Linked DNA regions of Mus musculus: regions 2 and 3 are each linked to region 1. A link is a contact called in public HiChIP or PLAC-seq and Micro-C data. All regions are on one chromosome and are shown on one strand. Each heading gives the region's core, a stretch centred on a gene start, on an enhancer-like site or on the middle of the called end of the contact. The rest is flanking DNA. Distances are from core to core; before and after follow the strand shown.

Evidence for each region. Hi-C and Micro-C count contacts between places; a contact is called where the count stands out from the background. HiChIP or PLAC-seq counts read pairs in DNA pulled down with a chosen protein or histone mark.
Region 2: an H3K27ac HiChIP or PLAC-seq map of trophoblast stem cells shows a contact between it and region 1, with 27 read pairs. The contact joins the enhancer-like site here to the promoter of Dusp9 in region 1. A contact is called at or near these places in 11 of 39 promoter capture datasets (the HPC-7 cell line, HPC-7-derived erythroid cells, embryonic stem cells and 4 more), 29 of 484 Hi-C or Micro-C datasets (B cells, the C10 cell line, CD4 T cells and 20 more), 13 of 115 datasets of contacts at active chromatin or transcription factors (bone marrow-derived macrophages, embryonic limb bud, embryonic stem cells and 4 more) and 2 of 9 other capture datasets (embryonic stem cells and macrophages).
Region 3: a Micro-C map of muscle stem cells shows a contact between it and region 1, with 5 times the contacts expected there. The contact joins the enhancer-like site here to the promoter of Dusp9 in region 1. A contact is called at or near these places in 2 of 39 promoter capture datasets (embryonic stem cells and hematopoietic stem and progenitor cells), 3 of 484 Hi-C or Micro-C datasets (bone marrow-derived macrophages, embryonic fibroblasts and muscle stem cells) and 1 of 115 datasets of contacts at active chromatin or transcription factors (embryonic stem cells).

Annotation. Positions count from the first base shown.
Region 1 is chrX:73,637,853-73,642,018 of GRCm38.p6, reverse strand. It overlaps Dusp9 (dual specificity phosphatase 9), which reads right to left and starts at 2,578. Exons shown (of 4, transcript NM_029352.3): 1 at 2,378-2,578; 2 at 1,215-1,826; 3 at 217-672. The coding sequence starts at 1,791.
Region 2 is chrX:73,572,465-73,576,647 of GRCm38.p6, reverse strand. It overlaps Atp2b3 (ATPase, Ca++ transporting, plasma membrane 3), which reads right to left. Exons shown (of 21, transcript NM_177236.4): 21 at 3,378-4,183. Among named protein-coding and RNA genes, the nearest start is that of Gm52443, 8.2 kb to the left of the region's middle. Within about 2 kb of position 2,252, at least 17 of the 459 cell types and tissues checked have an H3K27ac peak or open chromatin away from gene starts, as enhancers often do. A contact at or near this core is called in bone marrow-derived macrophages and trophoblast stem cells, where this site is marked.
Region 3 is chrX:73,525,133-73,529,789 of GRCm38.p6, reverse strand. Atp2b3 (ATPase, Ca++ transporting, plasma membrane 3) reads right to left here. Exons shown (of 21, transcript NM_177236.4): 3 at 948-1,145; 4 at 591-848; 5 at 39-164. Among named protein-coding and RNA genes, the nearest start is that of Atp2b3, 24 kb to the right of the region's middle. Within about 2 kb of position 3,224, at least 17 of the 459 cell types and tissues checked have an H3K27ac peak or open chromatin away from gene starts, as enhancers often do. A contact at or near this core is called in muscle stem cells, where this site is marked.

The DNA.
Region 1 (4,166 bases), core at 1,329-3,828:
CGAATTTCTGGGATCACCATCACTGCCTCCCTACCCTGCCGAGACCATATCTGAAGGATCTCTCTCACTGGCAGTTGACCTGAGCTCTACCCCCACCTCCCCAAGTGTCACGTGGGCTCTGGGAATGGAGTCAGGAGGACGAGAGGCCAAGAATCAGTCTGGTGGGTGGAGATTGTGGAGGGGGAGGGACAGGGGGACAAAGTAGGGAGGACTTACCAATGAATGCAATGGCCTCCGGAAAGAACTGGGACAGATTCTGGCTCCAATGGTCAGAGATGGGGATCTGCTTGTAGTGGAAGTCACCATTCTTCTCAAAGAGGTTAGGAAGGTTGGGGGTGACATTGAGGATATAGCGGATGCCAAGCTTGGCCAGGCTCTCCAAATTGGCTGAATCTCGAGCACTGCCTAGGTAGAGATTGGGCAGGATCTGGACTGGGAAGGGTGGTAGCAGCCCAGCTGGAGGGGATGTGGTGTTCTCAGAATCTAGGCCACAGCTCAAGGTGTCACGGTCAGCCTCAGACTCTGCATCAGAGAAATCAGAGCTCAAGCACAGGCCACCTAGCCCCACCACAGGCACTGGGCTAGACATTGAGCCCAGGCCTGAGCCGGCACGACCACTGAAGCTGGTTTCACACAGGTGAGGACACTCGGCCTGGAACTTGCTGAAGCCACCTGTCAGGAAAGAAGGGCGAGGTCTTACTAGTTAATATAGCCTCTGGGCAGCCAAGTATCCCTAGCTGGGGCTAGGGAGCTGACACCACACAGCTCTCCGGGGTGGGGGTTGCAGATATTGCCAAAGGGAACGCATAAGCCAGCAGATTTGTTTAAACCACATGTGCTGTGCTATAGACAGCCATCCACCCTCACTCAGCATTAGTGACTGTTTCTTTGGCTGATAAGTGCCCAATGCAGCCCTTAGTCTTGGGGCATTATCCTGTGAACCAGGTTGTTTCAGGTCAATTCTCCCCATTATCCAGACTTATAAATGGGCTTGGAGGGATGAAGGACTTGCCCAAGGTCACGGTCAGCTCTGCCTCCCCAAAAGCTGTTGGGCAGGTTATCAGGAGGGAGGCGCTTACCCTATATTTTAGACAAAATAAGATTGAGTTTGCTGAAGGATAAAGTAATTATGAAATCCCCTTGGAAAGAAGGATCTTTTCTCCTGACCTGAGGCCTCTCCAGAGTGCTCTCTCAGGCCACTGACCCTCACTTACCCTGTAGGTAGTATGCTGGGTAGCCTTCTTCCCGCAGCTTCTGGAGCAGGACGCCCAGCACCGAGTCAGCATCCCACTCTTCTTTGGCCTCCGCTTTGGCCTCCGCTTTAGCCTCCGCTTTGGCCTCCGCTTTGGCCTCCGCTTTGGCCTCCGCTTTAGCCTCCGCTTTGGCCTCCGCTTTGGCCTCCGCTTTAGCCTCCGCTTCGTTCTCCGCTTCAGCCTTAGGTTCGGCCTCCGCTTCAGCCTTAGGTTCGGCCTCCGCTTCAGCCTTAGGTTCGGCCTTCGCTTCAGCCTCCGCTGCTTCACGATGGCACTGGCCACTGCTACCCTGGTCGTACAGGAGCACAGGGGCCGGTGGGGGAGGCTGCAGTGGTGGCCCAGGCAAGAGCGACCGCACCGACATGCTCCCCCTCCGCAGGCGGCGCAGCATCAGCGAGGGCAGGGCCACGCTCAGCGCCCCGCAGATGCGCGCCGACTCATACAGCTCCCGGCTGCGGCAGTCCAGCAGCAGAAGCTGTGGGCGCGGGGACGACAGCTCCTGACGCAGCCACAGGCATGACCGACTCAGACTCTCCATGGTCGCGCAGCGTCCTGCACGTCGGGCAGTGGGTGCTGTGGAGAGAGGCAAGGCGCGGAGTGAGGGCAAGTTTGTCTCTACTCCTGCAGCGTGGATCAGGCTACTGAGGCGGGAAGTCAACCCCTGTCCTGAGGGCAGGCTTTCAGTGTCCCCGCAGGGACATTCCTCTACCGCCTGCTTCTCTCCTCGCGCTCCACCCACAGTGAGAACACCAAGGAAGGCGCCCCTGGAAAAAGACCCGAGGCTGCCGCCACTTGGGCGCTGCTCCCTGCCCCGCTTACATGGAGTTTTCGTGAGACATACCCCAGAAGATAGCTGGGCGTCTACCGGTCTCTGAAGTGCTAGGAGGACTAAAACCAGTTCCCTCCACACCCCTTTTCTGACTTTCTCATTTGCTCTGATCTCCATCACTCCCCAAGTTCAATTTTGGATGTGTGGAGAAGTTGGGTTCAAGGCCCGGCTCTCCTCTAAAGCCCGGAAGACCCAGAGAACAAGAGGGTCACCGAGGTTGTGGGCCTCGGCGAGTCCCGTAAGAGCTGACTCGGCCCCACTCCTACCCACCCCAGGAGAGAACAAAAGGAGAGACCTGGAGCGAGATCCAGAGGCAGGCGACTGCACCCGGACGTCCTGGCCACAGCTAGTGCCACGGCAGGGCGTAGGTATCGTTCATGGAGACGGATCCCCCAGGCTTGGGCGCTCGGAGAGGGCGGGGTGGTGGAGCAGGCTCGCACGTGGAAGCCAAGCCTCGCGCCACTCGTGCGCCGGCCGCTTCCTGGCAGCAGAATCCAGATTCCACCTTGGAAGGCTCTGCCTTCGGACCGACTAAGTAGCAGCTCAAAGGGGCGGGACGGGGCGGGGCGGTGGGGCGGGCTCAGGGAGCAGGAGAGCCAACCAGGGCTAAGGAAAAGCCTGGTGGGAGTTGCAAGCCGCAGGCTGAGCTAGGGCTTCCACCCAGGCGGGACAGGGTCAGGGCAGAGGCCAAGGGCAGGTCGGGGGCCCAGCAGGGGACATGTTGCAGTTGCCCCTGCTTGGCGCCAGTCTGGTCCCTGGAAGCAGGAAGAGGGGTGGGGACAAAAGCCCAGAGCCCCAGAACCAGAAACTGTCTCAAACAACTCAATAATGCTGAACTACCTGGAACTAGATGGCCCCCATCTGTATAATGGGCCAATCAGAGCCTTCTAATGTATTTTACTGTGAGATGCCACTAAAAAACTGAAGGCACAAGGCAGCTCCTGGGTGTGCTATTTCCATCTGGGCTTCATTTGTACAGGCCTAGCTAAAGGTACACAAGAATTCCGAGCACCCAACTCTAAACTGAGACACTGTGCTCTTATCAGGTGAAGAGGGGCGCCTCCCCAAAGCCTCTTTCCCATAAGCCCCTGGATGGATCCACGTGGAAAGAAGTCGTTTTACTGCAATATGTCCCCATCCCCATTCTCCTTCTGGCTTTTCTAGTGGTCATGACTATACAAGTCACTGTCCCAGTTTTTGAAACTTCAGCGTGTCTCCACCCTGCCCCATTCCAGAGCACCATTCAGTCCACTAAGGCTGGTGGCCTCCAGCCAGCCCACTGGACAGGTGATGAACAGGAAAGACACACAAGGGCTCTCCTTGCCTGGGTGTTCTAGTCCAGCAGGACACACTAACAATAAGCAAAGGCACTGGACCAGATATCGGGGTGATAAGTGCTGACAATGAAAGGAGAGGCAGGGGAGGCTTCTAAAAAAGCCCCATCTGGCCATGTGTCCTTTCTCTGCTAAAAGCCCAAGAAAAGCAAATAACAGTTTTAAAGGAAAACACACAACAGATAAGATAAAGCTCGCACAAAATAATCAAAGGGTTAAGACCCCGTAGATAAATGGGTAAGGAACTCAAGGACTGCATACTCTGCCCAAAGGAAGGAATGTGATGGGGTAAGAATATATGGGGAAAGGTTGAAGCTCAGGCATGGAAGGAAAGCCAATTCAAAAAAATAGGGAAATACTTCCCAGTCACTACATTAGTAGAATGTTCTCAAAATGAGAACGCCAAGTGTTGGCAAGAGCTGACTGGGGCTTGATTATGTTGTGGACAAGTTAGTGGTGGCATGAGGCCATGGATGCAGACAGCTGAAGAGACAGTATCTTACCCTCCCAATCCTGGAGGTTGTGTACTTGGAGGGAGGATCTCCAACAAGAGGGAAATACTGGTATTCCCAGAAATCTAGCTGTGCTCTCCGGAGTAGGCTTTCTAGAGGAAGTGATAGGAACTGCCCTGGAGGATGAGCATGGGAGAGAGGCACCTCTCCATGAAGGTACGGGGAGCCTAGGCATCAATAACCCGTTCCACTCCTGTCCACACCTGAAGAATATTTTCCCTACACCTAGTCCCAGGCG
Region 2 (4,183 bases), core at 1,003-3,502, 65 kb after region 1:
TCAGCTCCTCACAGGCTGTTCTACATCTTGTGCTTTCTTATCTTTTCTGTCTTAGCCTTTAACCTGAATGACTGGTTGCTATAAACTGTACACATGGATCTACCTCTGAGTGCCACTGTTATAAGAGTGCCCCTTTTCCACTTTACCTATCCAGTGTGGCTGAGACTCCTGAAGGACACCTGTGGCAGGCCTAGGGCCTAGGGTATGAGCTCTGAGCATAGAGTGAGGGGCTGAAATCCAGGCTGTCTTTCTGTAGTCTGCTGTTTTCAAGTTCCTTGCCAGACCTGTTTTTAGCATTGACTACCCTCCCCCCTCCCCCCTCCCCCTCCCTCTCCCCCTCTCCTTCTTCCTCCTCCCCTTCCTCCTCCTCCCCCTCCCCTTCCCCCACACTGCACTAACTGTGCTTAAACAGACTTTCAGGACAGATGTTCTGCTCTTGGTTTATCTTCCCCGACAGGCCTTTGAGTCCCCGTCCTAGGCTTCAGCCACCCCACATTTTTACTTGTTTCCTGTTGTGCTCTATCGTTGAGCTACCCCTCAGCCCTGTACCCATCTTGATGCTTTGAGGTCATCTGTTCTACAAAAGGTGTTTTCTCAGCTCTCAGAAGGCAGAACCCTTCCCTTGGAATAGCAGTGGTGGATGGGTGAGGCTGTTTAACCTTAAAGAGGGCTCTTCTTCACTCTGCCTTCTCAGGGCCTTTTCAGAGCACAGCATGGGATAGTTGATACAGCTCTGCAGGGGTTGGAACAGGCATCCCTCCCATTGAGAGTGCCCCATACAGTGCACAGCACCTAGAAACCTGGTATTTCCTTCCCCACTGGTTATCAGCAGTTTCCCTCTCCTTGGGACTCAGTTTCTACTTTGTAAATTGAGCTGGTTGTACCAGATAACCTGACTGTGACTGCTATTTTAGAATCCTCCCATGTGCTGTGTGCCTGTCAAATTGCCCAGAAGTCTTGCTGGCCTGACTTGGTGTTATTTGTGTGCTGACCTCTGGTCCTGTCAGCTCACTGGTTGTCATTTGGCCCATGGCACAGTGAGCAAAAGGCCTCATTTCTAGGCCTTATGAAATTAAAGACATTGTTATAATCTGGGTCTTTTGGATTTTTTCTTCCTGTTGCCAAGGCTTTTGTAAACAGACTAGTGGAGATTAAAAAATGACAGTCTTCCATCTCCTTTATTCAGGTTTAAAAGGTCAGCAATGACAGACTGAGATAAGATATTCTAGAACCCAAAGCTTCCAGGATCTTGTGGTGCAGAACATATCTTACAGCTTAGTGATAAGTAGCCTAGTCTTACTTAGCCCATGAACCCAATGGAACGAGGAGGAGGACAACCAGGTCCGGAGAATTGCCTGGCCCCTTTCTTCCTAGCTATGGTGCATTGAGTTGTGTTTCTCAACTCATGTCCTTGCCCTGAAATCAAGCTAAGTGAGGCCACTATGGTGGGCTCTGATCCACAAACCACTGTCCTTGTAAGAGAAGAGACATAGGCAGATGAAGGGGCGAGATGAAGACAGGCAGAAGTAGAGTAAAGGGTCTACCAATCCAGTAACACCTAGATGTTACCAGAAAACAAAAGAAAGGTCTGGAACACATTCTCCTCACGGGCCCTCAGAGGACGCTTGACCTCACTAATGCCTTGGTTTTGGACTTTGAGCCTCTAGAACTGTAAGAGGATACATTTCTCTTGTTTTTTTTTTTTTTTCCGGCCCCAGTATGAAGTCTTTCAAAACTGCTCCAAGACATACAGACCTTCCTCCCATTCCCTAGGCTCTGCTGCTGTAGTGTGTTCATGCTCATGCTCCCAGCCATTTGACTAAGGACACATTCATGCTTTATGGGCAACATCGCATCTTATCTCTTCATGTGGAGCCAGTTGTGTTGATATCGAATTTGTCTTGTCTAGACTTCCTTAGTCTTATGACTCAAGCTGTGCTGCTTCCCTTTTTGCTGTTGAAGCAGAGACTTAAGGGATCTTTGGAACCATGGTTCTTCTTTTTGACTCTTGCCCTGGAAAATTGTCTTCTGGTACTAATAAATATAAAAGGACACTGTGTGTATCTGAGAAATGGAAATACCATGAAGATGGCCTCCTGAGAGATGGCTCAGTGGTTGCTAGAACTTGCTGCTCCTTCAGGGACCCTGAGTGAGGTTTCCAATAGCTAGTAACTCCAGCTCCAGGGGATCTGGTGCCCTCTTCTGATCTTCACAGGCACTGCACATGCATGCCCATACACATAGCCACATCAAGAGAAATACATTTTAAAGAAAATAGAAATATGGTGAGAAGGTCAGGAGGATGTGTAGAGTGCTGTAACCATGGTGGTCATTTGTAAGGCCCAGCCACAGAACTATTTATGTAGCTATTCCTGGCCCAAAGAGGGTGCTACAGAACCTGGATGTCTATGCGTAGCCATTCAAGGGGATCTGAAGAAGGAAGGACAGAGGAACTAAGAGTAAGTGAGGATGAAATGCTGGGCTTTGTTTCTGTGGCTTTAGGACAAAGAGGAAGTCAATGATTAGAAATCGGGCACTTTGGTGATGAGGATGTAAATGCACGCGCGTGCACACACACACATACATGCAGAGAGAGAGAGAGAGAGAGAGAGAGAGAGAGAGAGAGAGAGAGAGAGAGAGCATATGAACATGCCCAATACAACAAGTTCTAGCAACCTTGTGGCTGGGTATATATCATTTCCTGAAGAAAACCACTCTCAAAGAGCAGTTTGTGTACCCAGGTTCACAGTAGCATTAGTCATAATGTCTAAAATGTGGGAGCAACGCACGCATTTGTGATTATGTGGCTAAACACAGCATGTCTGTGAAAGCAATGGAATATTATCCAGCCTTAAAAAGGAACTGAAGGTTGACACCTGCTAGAGCATGGATGACCTTTCAGGATATGATGCTCAGTGAAATGAGCCAGTGATAAAAGGACAAATACGTCTCTCATCCTACTTCTAGGAGAGACCTTATTTGATAATGTTGCAGCCAGATTTGCCAACAGACAATAGAATAGGGGATTGGGGAAGAGAAATGGGAAGTTGGTGATAAATGGCATGGAGTTTAAGTTAGAAAAGCTGAAAAAGTTCTGAAGACAGAATTGTCACAATGCTCCCACTGATCCATACAAGGACAGTGGCCTGAATATTTTCAGCAGGCTTTACGTGGTTGAACCAATCACTGGGAGGCAGCACAGGTGTAGCATCTCTTGCCCACAGGGTCAGTGCCCTTTCTTGCTATAGAATTCATCAGGATAGCAGGCACAGGGGAGGCCATGCCAGTGCCTTCTTCTGCTATGGCTCAATGGCATGCAGACACCTTTGTTTGGTTCCACATGGGAAATTACCAAATAATAAATTACACATGTGACTCAGACCCATTCATTTTTTTATACACAAAATTTTTGATCTATTCTTTAAATTAGGAAATTCAACTACAGATTTTAATTTATTATGCATCTGTGGTCTTCCTCATTAAGATATTTTGTTCATTTTTAACAGGCAGATAAAAATGTAAAACATATTTATGAACTGAACACAGTTGACCAAGCCATTCCATATAGTATAATGCTTTATAAAGAGAAGCTTCCGATGAGACAGGTCTCTCGGCCTGAAGACTGTACAAGAATCAGAACAGATGATGCGGGTTCCCAGGGCCTTTTCTGAACCCCATAGCTCAGCATAAAGGCAGCCTGGATATCACACAATTGACACTGACATCAGGCAACTTTACACAGCATCATCAGGGGTTGGCTTTTTAATACATAGTGGCCATTTGCTCTATGTGTATGTCTACAACAGAGGATGACAAGAAGCCCATGAGCATAGCTGGACACAGCTGACCTGCTTCAGTCACAATACTCCACATTTTGATTACTTATTGAAGAACACAAAGACCCTCAGCAAACCAAGTTGCCCTTTTGCTGTGGTGGTTTAAACAAGGACATCAGGGAACAATTTACAAATGGGAAACATTCTCAATATGCCCTTTAGAAAAAAGGGATGGCTTTATGTGATCTGTAGCTGGCATTTTAAAGTGGAGTTTTCTGGTAACCAAAATTCTTTTTCCCGAGATGTGACTACTCCTGCTTAGGGGTGACATGGCATTGGTGTGACCAGTGGGAACATAGCAAGTTTCCATTTGACTTTCTGTGGATGCCAGAAAGCTGAGACAAACT
Region 3 (4,657 bases), core at 1,975-4,474, 110 kb after region 1:
TGACCTTACACTTGGCTAGTTAGGCAGGTGTCTCTCACCTGAGAGCAGCATAGGATCTTTGTCTGCTGATTTTCGAACATGGTCCGACTCGCCGGTCAGGGAGCTCTCATCGATCTTGAGGTCATTGCCTTGGATGAGCACACCATCGGCAGGCAGAAGATCTCCTATATGCCATCCCAGGCCAGAATCAGAGGCTATGGGTTCATGGGACCTCCCCACCTTTGCTTTTTCCCACCTTTCCCAGGGGAGGTCCTGTCATCTGGGGAGCTCTCTTCTTTCAGCCTCCTCCTTTGAGGGGGATCATCCACATGTAACCACGTTGTCCAGCTCTCATTGAGCAGGGACAATGGTTGTATTGTGGGGTAGTGGGAGAAGACCTCCTCAGAGGCTATGAGGTCAGTGTGGTCACTGTTGTGTCTCAAACTCCTTTTCTGCCCCTCCTTACAGCCCCTATGTGTCAATCTCAGGGTGAAAACACACAACTACTGGAGAGGCAGTCTGAGCTTGAAAGGGGTTTCACTGGCTCAACCTTCCCAGAAATGGTATTCCGATGCTTTCTTGGCAGAGCAGATGAAGATGGACACACTTACCATATTTGACCTGGGCAATGTCCCCTACCACCAGGGCCGCCACAGGGACCTGGAGGAGCTGCCCATTTCGTATGACAGTAAACTTCTGCTCCTGCTCAATACGGCTTTGAAGACCTCGGAACTGCTTTTCCTTGCTCCAGTCATTGAAGGCTGTGACCAGCACCACACAGATGACAGAGAGTAGGATGGCAGCCCCCTCAATCCAGCCAGCTTCAGCCTCTCCTTCATCCTCTGCCCCACCAGACACATTCCCACAGGCTGTGTCCAAAGACGAAGGAGAACAGAAAGGAAGGAGAGGTGAAGTCATGGGAACCAAGAGCTAGGACCTCTTCCCAGCCCAGAATCTTTACCCCTTACCTTCACTTTCCTCTCCAGGAGGTGCATAGAAGGAGAGGCCCAGGGAGACGATAGCAGCCACCTCCAGGATGATGAGAGTCACGTCCTGCAGGGCTTCCCACACCAGTTGCAGGAAGGTCTTAGGCTGCTTTGGGGGGATGAAGTTCTGCCCATAGATCTGCCTGCGTTTCTCCAAGTCATTGGTGTTGTCTGCCAGGCCTACACAATGCCCCAGGAAAGTGGCAGAAGCACAGAAGAAGATGATACCAGCTAGCCCTTGATGCCATTAAGCATCCCTGATTAAACTGCTGCTGCCAAACATGCTGCTGCTGCTATTGTTGTTGCTGCTGCTGCTGTTGCTGCGAGAGTGGCCTTTGTGGCTTTCTGACCAAAGCCTGTGCCTCTAGAGTTCTGGAGTGGATACTTAGAGTAGGCAGAGTGGTACTATAAGCCCCGGGACCAAGCATGGGGACCAAGTACAGCCCTCACAGGGAGTACCTAGCCTGAGATAGGGATGGTAGCCTAGGAAAGGGGTTATCAATTTTCTGATGCACTTATAAAACAACAGGCCTAGGGAGGGAGGCCCTGGGTCTGTGGATGTCTCAATTACTGAAACACTAACCCAGGCCATGTACCTTCTATGTCTGCTGTTGCTTCCATGTCTAAGCTTTCTGGGAGAGATGCTGGCAGAGAAGTGATAACACCCAACAAGGGAAAGAACAGCAAGGACCTATGAGGGTACTACATGGCCAAGGATAGATAAGACAGCAGCTAGAGGCTTCCTGGGTTGGGGTAGAAAGTAGGTGAACCAATACCTAGGTGGCTTCAGTGGATTTGTGGAGATATCATCAATCTAGGGGGTCCAGGTAATATTGGCCAAGTTTTATGCTAACACTTAGAGTCTATGTCTCTTGCAGAGTGCTGGCCACTAGGCCCCACACAGGCCTGCAAGATGGGACTGAGCGTTTGCAACACTGGCACCTTAAAAGTGAAGCAGCCCCTGGACCTTGGCCACCCTACTCTACGGCCTGCTTGGTTCAAAGACAGTCAGGGCCACATAGCCTAACTTGCAAAAGGAGCAAAGCACAAGGGAACCAGGGACCAGGGACATGGGTGTGTCCAGAAGCATAGCTTGTTGAAAAAGATAGAGCAAAGTCTTCTGGAGGTGGATGGAGGCCTACTTTCTAGAAGTTTCTCATGAAAGGAGCAGAAAGAATGAGTGTGAGAGAAAGTTCTTAGGTCCAGTGATCTACACAGGAGATTATCTTGTGAGGAGATGAGGAAGACTCTCGAAGCTCATTGAGATGGAAGTATGGAGCCAGCCAGCCATAAGAAGCAAAATCAGAAGTCTGTGGCATTGCATACCAAGCTGTGGTCTGAGAAACCAATCCACTATGTTGTGCATGGAGGCTGTTCCACAGTGGATGGTGAGAGGGACTCTGCTGGAGATCGAAAGGACCAGCACCAGGAAAGGACAACAGGGTTTCACAGAGGCTGAGCTATTGTGCCAGGATTGAGGAGAGGATAAGCCAAGGTCAGGTGCCCACAGTGCCTAGGAAGTGCCTAGGCACACGAATTCCCTATACTTTACACCTTCTCAGAGCTTGGCCCTGGGGCCAAACATGAGCTTTGATCTGGAGGCCACATGAACGTACACCTAGAGATGCTCTGCAAAATTCAGTGGCCAACCTCCTCCAGGAGCCTCATGGTTTCCTTTGGTCTCACAATGACCCCTTCTCATCCAATTCTGTCACTTGTCATCCCTGAGCATGAGAAATGGGGATGGCTGAGGCTAAGGAGACTGTCAATACTGAGAACAAGGAGGGGAGAGGAAAAGGAGGTTCCAGTGCAGGCCCTCTCAGTCTTAACATGAGACACTTCAGTCAATGCAGGGTCCAAAGGCAGAGAGGACCTTCACTCTAGGCTTCAGGGCTCTGGAGGGAACCTCTACATAGATCTCAGGCAAGGGAGATGATGCTACACTCCTACAGGCTGATCCAGTCCCTTCTTAAGTTCACCCAGGACTCCAGTGCTATGCCCCTAAGGGACCAGCTCCATACTGACACCTAATGGATGGCAGCTTGAAGTTCCCATCAGTAGTCACTGGCATGGCTTTGACCACCTGCTGAAGTAGCTGAGTGGTGAGATAAAGGGTCACCCAATCCATGGGGCATGCACAGCAGGCTGAGTTCAGTAAGGCTTATAAGACTCAGTCCCAGACCAATCACCAATAAGGAAGTGCTGGCAGCGGGCCTTCTGCAGAGGATCAGGGTGGAGCTTGAATGAAGTGGAAGAACTGAGAACTGAGAAGAGCAAAAGTCACAACCAGCACAGCCTTGGCACGTTCACACCATCTAGCCACACAGTGTCCTTCCCACCCAGAAGGGCTGCAGCTGTTCCTGCCGTTCTCTCCCTGGCCTCATTGAGCCTGGCCTGGGCTGGCAGCTCAGATTTCTGCTGGGGCCAAAGGCCTCTTTCTGAAGTCCCAGAGCTTCCCCAGTAGGATGTCTTGGAGGCTTCAGTCTCTGTGGTAGCAGTGGTGGGGACAAGGACCAAGCTGGGGGTGGGGCAACCTTTCCTCCAGATTAAGCCTTTTCTCCTTCAACTAAAGGAGCTATGAGAGGTGCAACATTACAAGGGATGTACCAGAACTCTGAGCTCCTAGACACTTGGGGTTTACACTGCCCTTGGCCTGGAGCCCCCAGAGAGGGGAAGTGACCCATTCTAACTTCTAGAAAGCCCATGATTCCCATGGCACCATGTGACTCTGCTTCCTGACTATCCTACTTCACATGCCCAGATTGTCCCCAAGGCCAGTAAGGCCCTTAGGCTCTTTTCCCCAGGAACTCACTCCCTTCCCCTCCTCTGCCTTGCCCTTGGCCTTGGATCGGCCTTCCCACCGCAGTAATGCTTCACTATCTCCTTTGCCTGACACTGGCAGCTGCCTTCAGATTGACCCTGAAGTTCGGGCCTTTCTGTGGGATTGGGGGTCCTAACAGGTGCCACACTGCCATGTTTCGTGTGTAGTAGAGAAAGCAGCTAGCTGTGGCCCTTCTCGTTCCAAGCACATGCCCTCCTAGCAGGTCCAAGATATGGGGACAGAGGGTGGATGTTTGGCACGGACACACAGGGGCTGCTTGCCTAGAGCAGAGGCCAGATGCCATCAGAATTGGATTAGGACCACATTGTGTTGGCTCTCGGCTAATCTGCTCTCTCCTTTGGACTGCCTGCGGAGAACAGGCAAGACAGGGGCATGGCACTGAGCCCCCTTACCAGCCTACCCCAAGGTTCTTGAGCAGCAGGTAGGTCCTTCTTCAGCATGGGTTCTGGAATCCTCTGAATCGCTACAGAGGCTAAGAGATTAGTGGATTAGTGCAATAACTGCCAAAGTCCCCTCTACCAACATGGCTCCCTTGTCTTCTGTCAAGCCCCTTCTGGGCTCCAGGGGATTGGCATGGGGCCTGGAGTACAGTTAAGCCCTCCCTCTAAGAAGGCCTGCTGAGGAGCCTGCCTGCTCAAGGTTTGCTGAGCCAAGGAAATGGAGGAGTGAGAGTCACCTGCTCCTTGCCTCACACAGCTGGGCCCAAGGAGCCTGGGGGGGGGGGGAAAGGGCTGGTCCTTAAGCTGCCATAGGGACTTAGGGTCTCAGAGGCTTGTTCGGGGCTGAACCACCCACCTGGGCACCTGCTCTTCTCTATACCCACCCCATTTAGAGGCACCAGATGAGCACT